Linked DNA regions of Mus musculus: all the other regions are linked to region 1. Evidence: chromatin contacts called from public HiChIP or PLAC-seq and promoter capture Hi-C data. All regions are on one chromosome and are shown on one strand. The core of a region is the stretch at or near the end of the contact, and the rest is flanking DNA. Distances in the headings are between cores, read along the strand shown. Region 1 holds the start of Adm (adrenomedullin). Region 2 has its middle 40 kb from the start of Swap70. Region 3 overlaps Swap70 (SWA-70 protein). Region 4 holds the start of Mrvi1 (MRV integration site 1).

Region 1 (3,594 bases), core at 495-2,994:
CAGAAGCGAGAAAAAGTTCTAGGGTCAAGTTCTAGGGTTCTGTGCTACATGTGCTGCTTGGTGCAGACAGGCTAGCCACTGGCCAGGGCTGCTGCGGTGACTGTCCCACGGCCCAGAAGGCCCTAAGGCGGGCCAGTTCGCCTAGCTGCAGCCCTTTCAACATCCGTGTCCCAAGCCCCTACCAGAAGCAGAACCTGGGAATCTGTCCCCTGCCCAAGGGGGAACTCCGTTTTGCAGTTTTAGGAGGATAAGTAATCTCGGCGCGGCCATTTCTCCCCCAGGTGCAATGTCCATGGTTGTCTGGAGGGTGACAAACGGGCTGAACCAGCAGTGCTTAGCATAGTCTGCGCTGTGAGCAAGGTCCGCGGGACAGGAATGCCTAGTCGGTTTTGCTCTTGGTCTAACACTTAGAGGCAGATAAGGTAGGACACTGGGAGATCTGCCGGGGTCGCCAGGAAGAGGACATGAGTTGTCTGTGTCCACATCACCAGGGCTGGGGGCTAGGAGCTGTCGTAGGTCATGTCTTTAGCTTCGGGACCTTCCGGGAGACCTGCATGCGGAGCTACGCCTGTCGCCCAGTTTGGCCCTAGAAGGGAAGAAAGTGAACTCACGGATCTGTGAAGAGCACCAGCCCGTGGCAAACGTGTTCGAACTGATTCATCGTGAATTAGCACATATCTCTGGGCTAGGCGGGGGCCGGCATTCTCCCCCCACCTGATGAGAATGGTGACCCCAGCCAGAAAACCGAGCCGCTGTGCCCCAGTCTTTTGAGTCCAGACTCTACAGCTTCCCACCTTTAGTGTGACTGGGCAATAGACTTACCCTTTCGGCACTTCACTTTAATTCAAGAGAACACCAGCTCGGGAGTGTAGAGATCAAAAGCGATTGGGATCTGGCTGGGATTTGTCAACTGTAAAGTGATTAACATATGTGAGGCATTAGTGTGCTCCCAGTCAGTCAATCCTCACGTTTATGATGGATGAATGAAGGCAGTCAGGTCAACTCGCAGGTCATAGCCTTATAAGGGATAATAGTATCACAAGGAAGAAAACAAAACTATCTCTCTTCCTAATTTTGGCTATTCCTGTATTTCCAAATAGGAATGTGAGTTCTGAATTTTCAGATAACTACCCTCTCCAAACCCCAATTTCCAATTCAGCTGTTCCCAGTTCTGCCCTTATTACGAAATCCGTACTGGCTAGTCTATCGAGAAACCCCTCAGTCCCAGTCACTGGAGACTGAGCCTCTCCCTTCCAGGTGTACCCTGCGGGCACAGATGGGGGTCGAGGCTCAGTCAGGTGCTAAGCCGGCAGGGGGCGCGGTCCATTTGAGGTCACAGCTCCCCAAGTCCGGGGTTTTGGTTATCCATGTGTCCCACCCGTCTCCCGGTTCTTGCAGCACTGTCCAGGAAGCTCAGATCAGCACTCTGGGTTGTACACATTATGGGCAAAGGATTCACCCCACCCGAGTTGTTCTGGTTCCCCTTCCCTTCTCACTGTTTGAACTCTATGCTGGGAAATTAGGGCAAGGGAAGTCCTGCTCCAGTCTAATCTCTCAGAGCGGATCTCTGAGATGTCTAGCCACAGGGGACCTCTTACCCCTACCCCCCATACCCACAGGCAAGCTGCAGGGCAGGTCTGGTTTTAGAAGCAAGCACGCTGGAGAGGGAGGACTCCAGGGCAAATCTGACCACGCCCACCGTCCGCCCCTGAGCGCTTATAAGACGCTGGAGCTGGTGCTCACTAGTCAGTGGTTTCTTGGTGACACTAGACAGAGCAACTCCAGCGTTACCGCTCCCGCTCCTGGTTTCTCGGCTTCTCATCGCAGTCAATCTTGGACTTTGGGGTTTTGCTACTGTCAGAAGGACTTCTTTCTGCTTCAAGTGCTTGACAACGCACCCCTTTATCAGGTAGGAACCGCTGGCCTCCAGCATGTTAGGGAGGGGGACGGCTTTGCCAAAGCCCCAAAACTTGCAGAGCTGGACAAGGGGGAACAACCCACTTTAGGGTATCCAATGTAGAGAACACCTCATTGCCCAGGTCTAGCTCATGCGCACAGCTGGAGCTCTCTTGAGATCCCCCCTCCTCCTTGGGCTGAGATCCTGGGACTTTAGTTGGAAACCTCTGGAAGCCTGGCACTTCTCAATGGCTTCCTTTGCCTTGCTTGTCACCCACCCGGCCAGCGCAAAAATCTCCGGTGTTTCTCTGCGCCAGTGGGGGAGATAAGCAGCTGAGCCAGGAAGAGCGCTGCCAAGCGGCTCCCCGTCCTGCCGCCACCCTTCGCGTGCTGACGGGATCGTGCTGCTGGCCCGGTTGCTCACACTCGGTGTCTTGTTCCTTTCCAGGGTATCAGAGCATCGCCACAGAATGAAGCTGGTTTCCATCACCCTGATGTTATTGGGTTCACTCGCTTTCCTAGGCGCGGACACTGCAGGGCCAGATACTCCTTCGCAGTTCCGAAAGAAGTGAGTTTGGGCCGTGCTTTCTTTCTTCACTTTGAATACCTGGCAATGAGAGAAAACTGAGAGATGGTCTGGAGGTGTTACAAAGGGAGTGGAGCTGGCTGGGACATCACTTGAACTTAGGCCAAACGCATCTGCTTGTGTTTTCTAGGTGGAATAAGTGGGCGCTAAGTCGTGGGAAGAGGGAACTACAAGCATCCAGCAGCTACCCTACGGGACTCGCTGATGAGACGACAGTTCCTACCCAGACTCTTGATCCATTCCTGGACGAGCAGAACACAACTGGCCCCCTACAAGCCAGGTAACTATGCTCTCTGCAGAGGATGTGCCCTCTCCACTACTCTGACCCTGGGGATTGTCCTGGCTGCACTGCAGCTGAGGCTCCGGCGGAGGGAACGGGTTCCAGGTCCCTCGGGTACTGCATGGCTCCGGTCCCAGGTGGTTGGGACCAAAGCCCCGGTTGATGAGGTGTCCTTCCTTCTTCACAGCAATCAGAGCGAAGCCCACATTCGTGTCAAACGCTACCGCCAGAGCATGAACCAGGGTTCCCGCAGCAATGGATGCCGCTTCGGGACCTGCACATTTCAGAAATTGGCCCACCAGATCTACCAGCTAACAGACAAAGACAAGGACGGCATGGCTCCCAGAAACAAGATCAGCCCTCAAGGCTATGGCCGCCGGCGCCGGCGTTCCCTGCTGGAGGTCCTCCGGTCCCGGACTGTGGAGTCCTCCCAGGAGCAGACACACACAGCCCCAGGCCCCTGGGCGCACATCTCCAGACTCTTTAGGATATAGGTGCGGGTGACAGCATTGAACAGTCGGGCGAGTATCCCGTTGGCGCCTGCGGAATCAGAGAACTTCGCACCGGGGCGGACTGAGACAATCCTGCAGAGATCTGCCTGGCTGCCCCTAGGGGAGGCAGAGGAACCCAAGACCAAGCCAGGCTCATGCCAGAAACCGAGACTTACAGGCTGATACTCTCCGGGCAGGGGTCTGAGCCACTGCCTTGCCCGCTCATAAACTGGTTTCTCACGGGGCATAAGCCTCATTACTACTTGAACTTTCCAAAACCTAGCGAGGAACGTGCAATGCTTGTTGTCCAGCCAAAGGTAACTATAGTATTTAAGTTTGTT
Region 2 (3,594 bases), core at 822-3,321, 450 kb before region 1:
GATCCGGGTTGACCTGGACTTTTGGTCTTCACCTGGCACTAAACGCTCTCCCTGACAGCATTCCATTTCTGCTCCCATTCACAGCTCGGTATCCACTTGCTGTGTTTCTATGTCTTCATTTCTCTTCTAAGTAAAGCGTGCAGCAGAGCTTGGTGGCTCACTCCTAGAATCCCAGCATTTGGGAGGTTGAGGCTGGAAAATCTCTGAGTTCTAGGTCAGCCTAGGTAGACTAAGACACTGTGTCAAACACCAACAAAGGCATGCCCCTGCAAATCGAGGGTTGGAAGTTCAAGGCTAGCCTGGGCTGCTGAGTGACTCTCACGACAAGTTGGTATATAAAACAAGCCCCTAGGGCAGTGGTTCTCTACCCCTTTAGGGTCGCCTAGAACCATCGAAAACCACAAATATTTATATCACAGTTCATAACAGTAGCAAAATTACAGTTATGAAGTAGCAACAGGAAATAATTTATGGTTGGGGGGGTCACCATGACATGAGGAATCGTGTTAAAGGGTCAAAGCAGTAGGAAGGTTGAGAACCATTGCCTTAGGATCTAGTAGTAAGTGCCTATCCCTTAATGATGAGGAGACAGAGGCAGGAGGGCTAGAGTTGGGAGTCAGACTAAATAGTGTCCTTTGGTCTCTCCTTAAAAGAAGTTTGTGGACAAAAACTCTTATTGTTTAAAACAAAACAAAACAAAACAAAACAAAACAAAACAAAACAAAACACCGGGCAGTGGTGGCACATGCTTTTAATCCCAGCACTTGGGAGGCAGAGATAGGCAGATTTCTGAGTTCGAGGCCAGCCTGGTCTCGTGAGTGCCAGGACAGCCAGGGCTACACAGAGAAATCATGTCTCAAAAAACCAAAATCAAACAAACAAAACAAACCTCTTGTCTTGTCTTTCTTTCTTTCTTTCTTTCTTTCTTTCTTTCTTTCTTCCTTCCTTTTTCTTCTTCCTTCCTTCCTTCCTTCCTTCCTTTCTCTCTCTCTCTCTCTCTTTCTTTCTTTCTTCCTTTCTTTTTTTAAGTTTTATTTTTAGCTTCATGCATGTCTGTGCACAAGAGTGGGTCAGACTTCCTGGAGCTGGAGTTCCAGGCACTCATGAGTCACCTGATGTGTGCATGCTGGGAACTGATGCAGGTCCCCTGGGAGCACAAGTGCTCCTAACAGCTAGGCCTTCTTCTTAGCTCCACACCCCTTCCTCTTATTTTTTATTTTTATTTTTTATGTGTTTGAGTGTTTTGCTTGTGTGTATTAAGTGTACCACAAGCTTGTAGTGCCTTGGAGGGCAGAAGAGGGCAGAGGGCCTTGGTGTGGGTGTAGGGAACTGACCCCCAGTTCTCTGACAAGCAGCCAGTACTCTTAACTGCTGAGCCATCTCTCTGGCCTCCCTACTTTTTTTTTTTTTTTTTTCCTTCTGTGTAGCCCTGGCTGTCCTGGAACTCACTCTGTAGAACAGGCTGGCCTCAAACTTAGAGATGCACCACCCTCTGCCTCCCTAGTCCCTAGCTTAAAGGAGTATGCCAACACTGCCTGGCATTTTTTGTTTTTAAACATAGTTTAATACATCCAGATCTAACCTTGAGCTCCCTATGACCTTGAACATCCACCGGAACTACAAGGTACCACACCACCACGGCCCCCCTCCACCCCAGTTTTAAATATGACAAGAACAGCTAGTGACAAGAGCTATGCAGCAGTTAGTGGAATGCATAAGGAAGAGTCAGGTGTAGTGACTCAGAGATGGAGGCAGGACTTCAAGGCTAGCCTTGGCTACCTGAGACCTAAGTCCAAAACGAAATAAAGAACCCCCACCCCTAATAATTAAAATATGATGTACGTGGGGAATTGAGGTTCATGCTGACAACAGCAGAGAGAGCTAGATAGTGAGGGTGAGGTCTGAGCATGCGCACCAACAGATGCCCTTGAGCGGAGAAGGGAGGGGTAAGATGGTCGTGTGGACACCTGGGGAAGAACTTCCAGACAAAAACTTCAAGGGTAAAGCAAACCTGTCTGGTTTTCATACGGGGAGATCTGGGAAAGGAGTTCAGTAAGGCCAGTCGGCCTGGAGCTAGAGGGGGAGGGGAAAGGGCTAGGCGGTAAACCAGGGAAAGTGAGGGCCAGCTCTGGCTTCAGCCTGGGGTGAAAAGAACGGGAAGATTCTGAGCAGAGGTTAGTTGTTGTTATTTGTCTGTTTGGTTTTGTTGTTTGTTTGTTTTGAGAACGTTTCTCGCAATCCACACTGGCCTAGAACTCTACATCACCAAGGCTGAGATTGACCTCCAAATCTTCCTGTCTCTACCCACACGTGCTATGACAGGCATGAGCCTATTATGTTTACGAACTAAAATAGCTGGAGCCCCCTAGCTCTGTAGAGCAGGAGGAATCCCACTAGCCTGAGGATAAAAAGGTCTCTATGGTTCTTTAAGGCTAGGAGGGGAAAATGCTTTTTTTCTCCCAAATATTGCTCTTTTTACCGTTTCTTCTAAATTCACCCCCACAATCCCCCACAATACCTGGCTCTTCACACTTCTCCACGCTTTTACTGACTGACTGTTTCTCTTATGTGGTTTCTCTTATCTGAATTTGCCCCACCGTTCTGTCTTCTGCTTCTTAACTCACCTGAGTCCCCAGTTGCCTTAGTCTCTTTCCAAAGGGAAAGTATACGTTGTGAGGAATGTGGAAGGCTTGCCTCAGACGCTGCGCTGCTGTGGGTCTGTACCTCCTTCCTTTTGCTGGAACTTGGGAGCCACACATTTTAATTTGCTTTTGTGGTGCTGAGGATTGAACTCCAGCCTTGAAAAGCTGAGTAAGGGTTGTTGTGCCACTGAGCCAGCTGAGTTAAAACTTTAAATTAAGGTGCTGGAGAGAGGGCTCAGCAGTTAGGAGTGCATTCTGCTCTTGTAGACGACCCAGGATGGATATGGTGGCTCTCAACCCTCTGTGACTCCAGTTCCAGAGATCCTATGTCCTCCTCTGATTGCTGCAGGCACCAGGGACACATGGTGCATAGCCATACATGTGGGCAGAACACTCACACATACAAAACTGAATAAGTATACCTAAAAAAATGTTGCCAGTGGTAGAGCACACCTTTAATTCCAGCACACAAGAGGTAGAGGCATGTGGATCCTCTGTGAGTAAGTGGCCAGTCTGATCTACAAAGTGAGTTCCAGGACAGCCAGGGCTACACAGAGAAACCCTGCCTTTAAAAAGCTACCAACCAACCAAATATAAAAATAAATTTTATTAATTTAATTAATCAATTCTCGAGTATGTGTGTGTATGTGTGTGTCCACGCGCCCTATGCATGTGTATTCATTCTTCAAGGCTTGTATGTGAAGGTGGGTACTAGGGATTAAATTTGGGTTGTCAAGTTTGGTGACATTTCACCAGCCCAAGATTGTTTTTATATCTATTTATTTGTATGTGTGTGTGTCTGCTTGGAGTGCCTGTGTGTGTGACTGTGCACTCTTGTGTGCTCAAGGTGGCAGGAGGAGGCCCTGGAGCCCTTGGGGATGGAGTTACAGTTGTTTTGGCCTCATAATATGTAGCAACTACCCTTTACCCTGAGCCACCTCCCTAGCCCTAG
Region 3 (3,594 bases), core at 515-3,014, 390 kb before region 1:
TGAATGACTTACCTACATACACGTCTGTGTAGCATATGTGTGCTTGGTGCCAAAGGAGGCCAGAGAGGGCATCAGATCCCTTGGAACTGGAGTTAGAGATGATTGTGAACCACCGAGTGGGTGTTGGGAATCTAACCCAGGTCTGCAAGAGCAGTGAGTACTCTTAACTTCTGAGCTGCTTCTCCAAGTGCAGAGCTTTGCTTTAATCAGCTATTTTCACATCGTATTTTATGTTTTCTATTTACCTTGTCACCTTTATTTATCCTTTTTTTTTTGAGAAGGTGGGGGTCTCAAGTCTCAGATATCCCAGGCTGGCTTTGAACTCAGAAGTTGGCTGTGGATGACGTGAACTGATTGTCCTGTCTCCACATCTAAGTGCTGGGATTATAAGCATGTGCCACTGTGCATAGTGTATGCCATGATGGGCATCAAACAGAGGGCCTTGTGCATGTCAGCAAAGTATTCCGCCAACTGAGCTGTATCCCAGATCCCCCACCCACGTATCCTAAGGTGTGTGTGTGTGTGTGGTTTGTGTACACATGGCTGCATATGTTTTGGTGGCTCAGAATTAATGCTAGGTATCTTCCTTAACTGCTCTGTACTCTGAATCCAGAACCAATTCCAGCTAGTCTATCCTGACGCTCCCCTCCTAACCTTCCTCCAGAGCACTGGGATTACAAGCCGCTGCCGTCCCTGCTGTCCACGGGGCAGGTATTACAAGCTCATGTGCCCACAGTTGCCTTAGATCCTGGGTGTTAGGATTTGCTCATGTGTGAACAGCAAGCTCTCTGAGCCATCTCGCAGGCCATGACCTTTTTTCTTTCCTTTTTCCTTTTCCTTTTCCTTTTCCTTTTCCTTTTCTTTTTCTTTTTCTTTTTCTTTTTCTTTTTCTTTTTCTTTTTCTTTTTCTTTTTCTTTTTCTTTTTTCTTTTCTTTCCTTTTCCTTTTTCCTTTTTCCTTTCCTTTCTTTCCTTTTCTCTTCTTTTCTTTTCTTTTCTTTTCTTTTCTTTTCTTTTCTTTTCTTTTCTTTTCTTTTCTTTTCTTTTCTTCTTAAGCAAAATGAGAGGTGCAGAGTAGGGTGTAGTTCAGAGGTAGAGTGCTTGCTTAGCCATGTGTCAAGCCCTGGCTTCAAATCCAAGAACAGGAGACAATAACCTAGACAACAAAAGCAAAGAACTTTTTTTTTTTTTTTTTTTTTTTTTTTTAAGGAGCTGCTATGAGTCCTGTTTTCTATCCCTGGCCTTCCACCAACCTAGTCCTTTCCCTCACTGTTAATAGTTTCCTGTGTATTCCTTTGGAATTCCTTATTTTTTTCTCTCTTTTCATTTATCTTGTGACACTTGAATATTATATACCCTTAAAAAAACGTAGTTTATCGTGGAGTTATTTTCTTGTCAGTACACAGTGAGCTTCATCATGATTTTGACATTTTATAGACATACCATAATTTAACCACTGGTTGGGGATTTTTACTTGGTAAAGTCCCGAGTGATTTTTATGTTTGGATGGTCTTTGAACCTGATATAGGAATTTTTCTTTGTCATTTTAAGCATTTTATGGTCTTGAAATCAATCCTTACAAATCTCTTTGGGATAGATAGAAGAAATAATATATTTAGGATTTTGCTGACTGTGGTGTGCAAGGCTTCATGACATCTCTACTGTGTTCCTCTCAGAGGCTCCACTGGTGTATAATAATACAGGGTCTGAGGAACACAGCCGCTCAGCCTGCTTGGTAGGGCTGGTAAACGTCTGCACTGCTGCACCCGCGACGATTAGTAATTGACTTCCTTAAAATTGATAGAGCGTGCACAAAGGATCTCCACACAGATGAAGCTTTGAGAAACAAAACCAGTATAGAAAGGAGATATGCAAATGTTCTTTTTATAGATTAAAACTTTTAATCTTAAAAAGACCTAACTGAAATAGGTGTATGCAGAAGTTGACTTCCTTAATGAAATTGAAGGTGCTTATGTAGATGAATGTGGCGCCCTCCGTCCCCACCAGGGTTTCTCTGTATAGCCCTGGCTGACCTTGAACTCAGATCCACCTGCCTCTGGGACTAAAGGACTAGAGTTCGCAGCTATGTCCAGCGAATGTGGCAAAGAGTAGTTAGTTAGCACAGCCTTAACCTTACTTGATCTGTTCAGTATTCAAACGAAATGGAAGTTGCTCTAGTTTCCATGTAACTTAAAGCTTGAGACAGGTGAGTTTGCTGAGTCTCTCATGAGTGCTTAAGTGTGCACTTAGGTTACTGTGCCACAGCAGTAGTCCTGTGTGTGTGCTCTGGCATAACAGGTCTCCTCCCTTCCGCTCTGGTCCCCCGACCCCTTTTGCTGAGGATGTAGCCCAGGGCCTCCGCACACGAGGCAGGCACTCTGCCACTGAGGTGCATCTCTAGCTAGCCGTCTTTTTCTTCTGTGTCTGTGAATATTTATCCTTTTTGGTTTTGAGACTAGGGATATGCCAGTCTGGCCTGAAACTCGTTGCCCCGTTTGACTCCAGACTCACAGTCTTCTGCTGGAGCTTCCCAAAGGCTATGTTAATATGGTTCTTTCTAATACATGGGAAATGTTGAGTCCAGGGCAGCTGTGTCTTGTCTAGGTCAGATACCTTCTCCAAAACGCTTTACAGCATTTGTTAGTTTCTGTAAACAAATTCTCATGGCCAAGCAGGTTGACGAGGGGAAGAGTTTAATTTTAAATGCATTCTATTGTGCCTGCTCCCCTTTCCTCCATAATGTGGACTACTTAATAAGAACCGTCAAGAAGTATTTGTTCTCAGACCTTCATGGGGTCTGACTCATGGTGAGCAGGTGAAACAGATCTTGGAAAAAGGAATGAAAAGACTTGAGCCATACCCCATGTTTGGTAGATTCTTCTCATTTTTTACTTAGAGCAGGGGCAGCTTGTTGTTCACGTGGGTAAGGTGTTACGTGGTGGTAAGCGGGTGTCTTTACAGTGTTGTTTTTCCCTCCTCTTAGGTCCTTTCCCATAACCTGTGCACGGTGCTGAAGGTTCCACATGACCCGGTTGCCCTTGAGGAGCACTTTAGGGATGACGATGAGGGGCCTGTCTCCAATCAGGGCTACATGCCATATTTAAACAAGTTCATTTTGGAAAAGGTATGCTGCTAACCCTTTTACCCACAGCTTTTTTTTTTTTTTTTTTTGGTTTTGTGCATCAAGTGGGGCCAGGGCAGCCCTTGTTGGTGTGTTGGTGAGCACATTAAGAAGCCAGGTATGAAGCCAGACACGGTGGTGTATGACTTTAGTGCCAGAACTCTGGGAGGCGGAGAGAGGTAGGTAGATCTCTGGATTTCAGAACAGCCAGGGCAACACAGGGAAACCCTATCTTGAAAAACAAAAACAAACAAACAAACAAACAAGAAGCTGGGCGCTGAGGCCTCAGGAGATAGGGAGAGAGGAGGCTGAGGCTTCTGCTCTGCCTTCTCTTTCTGTCTGATTCCTCCAGCTTGGTTCCTTTTTTTGAAATTAAAAATGTGCCTGTGTTACTCTGTGTCTGTCTTCTCTCAGGATGCTTTACCTATCCTAGAAAGTAGGGTTCCTCAGTGTGGACAGTGGTTGTTAGAGAGT
Region 4 (3,594 bases), core at 633-3,132, 350 kb after region 1:
CAGAGGTGAATGGAGCAGGGGTGTGTGTGGGATGGGAGGTGTCAAGAGCGGAACCTCTAGAGATGGCCAACTGAGGTCACATCAGTTGTGGGACTTCTCTGTGGCTCAGCAAATACATTTATGGACAATGTCTTGTTCACGTTGTGGCAATTGGCACAGTTTTCCTTCTGAGAGGGACATATAGGGTTCATGGAAATGACATGCCACCACACATATGGAAGAAGACATGGTCTTGAACACAGACAGTCATCTCCAACACATGCACATACATGCCGCTGAATTATGAACCAAATATAACAGAGACAACTGCATTATCACTTAGCTGAAAATCAGAGGCCACTATTGGAGGTGCTCACAGTTGTCAGGTGGGGACTGGTGTAGGCATGCTTTCAAATCCTAGCTCTGACCCTTCTTGTGTGACGTAGGCAAGGTGCTGAGATGATGAGGAACTGCACATGCCCCGCTAGTGTGTATCACCTCTTGTTGTGAGAGAGACTCTTCCTCCCAAGGCCTGCCTCACTCCTGCTCTAGCCTGGCAGCGCTAGCAGCTTTCTCCCTCTCCGGGCAAAATACAGCTCAGCCAAGTTCAGGGCTGCCTTGCTTTCTATGCCACCCGAGAGCTGTCTGAAGAGTGTTAAAGAGCAGCAGCTGTCACTTGTGGAGGCAGGAGCGCCAGCCAGGGGTCCTGGGGCCATGCTGCTGTTTATGCAGACTATGAGGCCTCTCCAGCTTTTACAACTGTTTACTGTGCAGGAAGCAGCCCAGCAGCTGGGCTTTTCCTGAGCCTCGCTCTGCTACCCTCTCTTTGAGAAAGTCGGCCCGAGTGCCACTCACTCTAGGACCTCTGGAGAGGTGCAAGCTAGGATGTAGGCACACACACACACACTCACACACACACACACACACACACACACACACACACACACACACACATATATATACAGAGAGAGAGAGAGATCTGTGAAAGGGGACATGATGTGGTGGGACAGGGGACAGATACAAAAAGAGAGATGTGACCAGAGCACAGGTCAGGAAGATAAAGCATAGAAATGGACAGAGTCAATGGTGAAGATGGCTGGACAAACGGGTTCACACGCAAGACTTGAGAGGGAACAAAGGAGAGACACGGGAAGCCCCAGGGAAGAAAGGCCAGCCTGTCTGCTTTGCACAGCACCGGGCATTTCTCTACTGTCACAAAGGATCCTGCAGGAGAGCCAGGAGTAAGGGGCTTAGTGAGCAGTCACATCTTTACCCCAAACTGTGCGTGCTTTCCAACAGCAAGTAGAAGGGGCAGGATTTAGTGAGGATCGTGAGTTTCACTTCTTATTTAAAACTTAAGACAGCAACAATAAAAAGACTCGGCTAAAATATCACCCAACCAGGCCACCTCCCATGCAACTTAAAGTTAAGTGCCCCCATCCCAGCGCCCTGTACCTTTAAGGAGGAGAAGACGCCTCTCTGCTTCCCTTGGGCTGAAGAGGCAGGTTATTCTAGGCAATAGCGATGACTTACCTAAAACTGAGTTATTCCCCTTTCCTCCCGGCCAGCCTCTCTTCACTCTGGGGAGCTTTTACCATTTAAGGTCAATGTTACATCTGGCTCCAGAGCTCCAAGCTGAAAAGCTCTGGCTGCAGAGCCCCAGCTGCCTGCCTCCTCCTCAGAGAGGGGCTGGATGAGGGGCTGGGACTGGGAACCAGTGTTCCACCAGGGCCCCCTGCAGCCTGGCTCTGGGTTGAAAGCAGGAGAAGCCTTCCAGCCAGCCTAGGGTTCAAGGAAGGTTGGGCCTGAATAGTAGCCCCTATCCCCAGGCTTTTGCAAGGGGCACCCCCATAGCCGATGGCAGTGCCTTGGGGCGGGGAGCAGTTGAAGATGCTGGACTCTGTCTGTGCCAGAGGGGTATGAAGGGGACATCTGCAGACCAGCCTCCCACCCCTGAGTGTCCAGCAAGCATGTGAGCCTAGATAAGATCCTGGCTCACCGCCAGCAGAAGCTGGGAATGTTTCCTGTCCCAGGGATTTGGAGGCGGAGGCTGCTCCCATCTTAAACCCTCGGGATTGCTAGAGAGAACAGGGGCATGGTGAGGGGGATTAACTAAGTCCAGGCCTGGCAGCAGCCCCAGGGGTCAGCCCCAGCTCCTCCACTTAACCATCCTGTAGCCTTAACATAGCAAATCTCAGTCTATTCATCTCTGAAGTGGGACAACAATGAAAAATCAGGACACTGTGGGTTAGGGTCTCATAGGTACTAGAAAGGCACGGAAGAGTTTCCAACCCTGAGTTACCTCAACTCCGGTGGGGAAAGCTGCCTTTCTTCTGCCACGCTTGGTCTTCATCCTCAATATAGTCCAAGCCTGGGATCACAGACTGTCAACCCTAACACAGCCACATGGGGGCCCCACAGCCCCTTCTGCAGTTAGAGACAGCAACAGAGAAGCCCTTGGGAGGGGTGGCCAGATAACCAGATACTCAAATTTAAATCTCAAACGAAATGCTATTATTTCCATATAAGGATGCCCCCAAATACATAATTGTACCACAAGATTGTATGTTGCTCATTTGAAGTTAAATGAAACTGGGCATTTTTACTGGCTAAACCTGAGAACTCCACAGCAGATTCACTTGTTGGTCCTGTGTGAGAGCTCTAAAGGGTATTACAAGAACTCCTGGGAGCCAGAGGCTAAAACTGAACCTAAGGCTTTGCGTGCTTGTGAGTGTATGCACACTTTTGTATGTGTGTAAGCCTCTTAGTAAACACCCACTCTATTCCTAACAGTGCACTTGATACTTTGCCTGGAAGCAAGTGTCTATCTCACAAGTGTCTTCTCAAACAGAATCATTACATCTTTCTTTTGAAAAGGAAATCGAGGCTCAAAGAAATAGATCTGCTCTTCAGATGCTCTGCAGCCTGAGTGCCAGGGCCTAGACATGAGCTGAGGTGGTTCCATCTACAACTCCTTCCTCTTTACCACCTACCACCCTCTCCACCATGGCTCTAACCGAAGGGGTCCTGTACGGCCTCGGTGAGTCTCTGAGCCAGCACTTGGCTGTGTTTCTCCTGGTGGTGGCCTGAAGCTTTCACCAGACTCGCAAGGCAGTCACCAAGTGACTTTTTAAAATTCACTTCAATTACAAGCATTTTATAAAACATCACTTGGTGACTGTGCAAAGTGGAGCAGACTCTATAAGAGGACACATCAGGGCTGACAAGGTTATAAGGCTTGTGCCCTTTGACCCAGTTCTACTTCTAGGAATTTATTTTATAAACAACTCCCACACTAGGGAAATGACAGATGAGCATGATTACCCGCTGCAGCATTGTTTATAAAAGCAAGGGATTAGGAATGGTATAAATGTCCGCTACTTGGGGGCCATAAAAGAAGATGGGTGCAGCCATAACAAAGGAGACGGGAGTTCTTGCTGTAGTGATGGGAAAAGCCGTTCAGACAGTGGTTCTCAATCTGTGGGTCACGACCCCACTGGGTTTGCATATCAGACATCCTGTATATCATAGATTTACATTACGATTTATAACATAGCAAAATTACAGTTATGAAGTACCAATGAAATAATTTTATGGTTGGGGGCTTACCACATA

What was found. Promoter capture Hi-C pulls out the DNA fragments that hold promoters and counts their contacts. HiChIP or PLAC-seq counts read pairs in DNA pulled down with a chosen protein or histone mark.
Region 2: a promoter capture Hi-C map of pre-B cells shows a contact between it and region 1, with 4 times the contacts expected there. The contact joins the enhancer-like site here to the promoter of Adm in region 1. A contact is called at or near these places in 20 of 39 promoter capture datasets (the 3T3-L1 cell line, 3T3-L1-derived adipocytes, the C10 cell line and 13 more), 1 of 15 datasets of contacts at CTCF or cohesin (large pre-B cells), 4 of 484 Hi-C or Micro-C datasets (bone marrow-derived macrophages, cochlea, embryonic stem cells and 1 more), 18 of 115 datasets of contacts at active chromatin or transcription factors (bone marrow-derived macrophages, craniofacial prominence, embryonic basal ganglia and 10 more) and 3 of 9 other capture datasets (embryonic stem cells, liver and macrophages).
Region 3: an H3K27ac HiChIP or PLAC-seq map of microglia shows a contact between it and region 1, with 4 times the contacts expected there. The contact joins the enhancer-like site here to the promoter of Adm in region 1. A contact is called at or near these places in 18 of 39 promoter capture datasets (the 3T3-L1 cell line, 3T3-L1-derived adipocytes, the C10 cell line and 12 more), 1 of 484 Hi-C or Micro-C datasets (B cells), 21 of 115 datasets of contacts at active chromatin or transcription factors (DN3 thymocytes, the NIH/3T3 cell line, T-cell acute lymphoblastic leukemia and 14 more) and 2 of 9 other capture datasets (adipose tissue and embryonic stem cells).
Region 4: a promoter capture Hi-C map of stem cell-derived epiblast-like cells shows a contact between it and region 1, with 2.5 times the contacts expected there. The contact joins the promoter of Mrvi1 here to the promoter of Adm in region 1. A contact is called at or near these places in 10 of 39 promoter capture datasets (the 3T3-L1 cell line, 3T3-L1-derived adipocytes, the C10 cell line and 5 more) and 1 of 115 datasets of contacts at active chromatin or transcription factors (bone marrow-derived macrophages).

Annotation. Positions count from the first base shown.
Region 1 is chr7:110,625,913-110,629,506 of GRCm38.p6, forward strand. It overlaps Adm (adrenomedullin), which reads left to right and starts at 1,745. Exons shown (of 4, transcript NM_009627.2): 1 at 1,745-1,909; 2 at 2,345-2,464; 3 at 2,613-2,762; 4 at 2,950-3,594. The coding sequence starts at 2,367. The coding sequence ends at 3,256. It overlaps Gm28863 (a long non-coding RNA gene), which reads right to left. Exons shown (of 3, transcript XR_003946665.1): 2 at 823-2,503; 3 at 1-586.
Region 2 is chr7:110,179,695-110,183,288 of GRCm38.p6, forward strand. No RefSeq gene overlaps it. Among named protein-coding and RNA genes, the nearest start is that of Swap70, 40 kb to the right of the region's middle. Within about 2 kb of position 2,072, at least 39 of the 459 cell types and tissues checked have an H3K27ac peak or open chromatin away from gene starts, as enhancers often do. A contact at or near this core is called in embryonic stem cells, pre-B cells and trophoblast stem cells, where this site is marked.
Region 3 is chr7:110,240,402-110,243,995 of GRCm38.p6, forward strand. Swap70 (SWA-70 protein) reads left to right here. Exons shown (of 12, transcript NM_009302.3): 2 at 2,983-3,123. Among named protein-coding and RNA genes, the nearest start is that of Swap70, 20 kb to the left of the region's middle. Within about 2 kb of position 1,765, at least 28 of the 459 cell types and tissues checked have an H3K27ac peak or open chromatin away from gene starts, as enhancers often do. A contact at or near this core is called in B cells, microglia and pre-B cells, where this site is marked.
Region 4 is chr7:110,980,579-110,984,172 of GRCm38.p6, forward strand. Mrvi1 (MRV integration site 1) reads right to left here and starts at 1,883. Exons shown (of 21, transcript NM_194464.3): 1 at 1,435-1,883.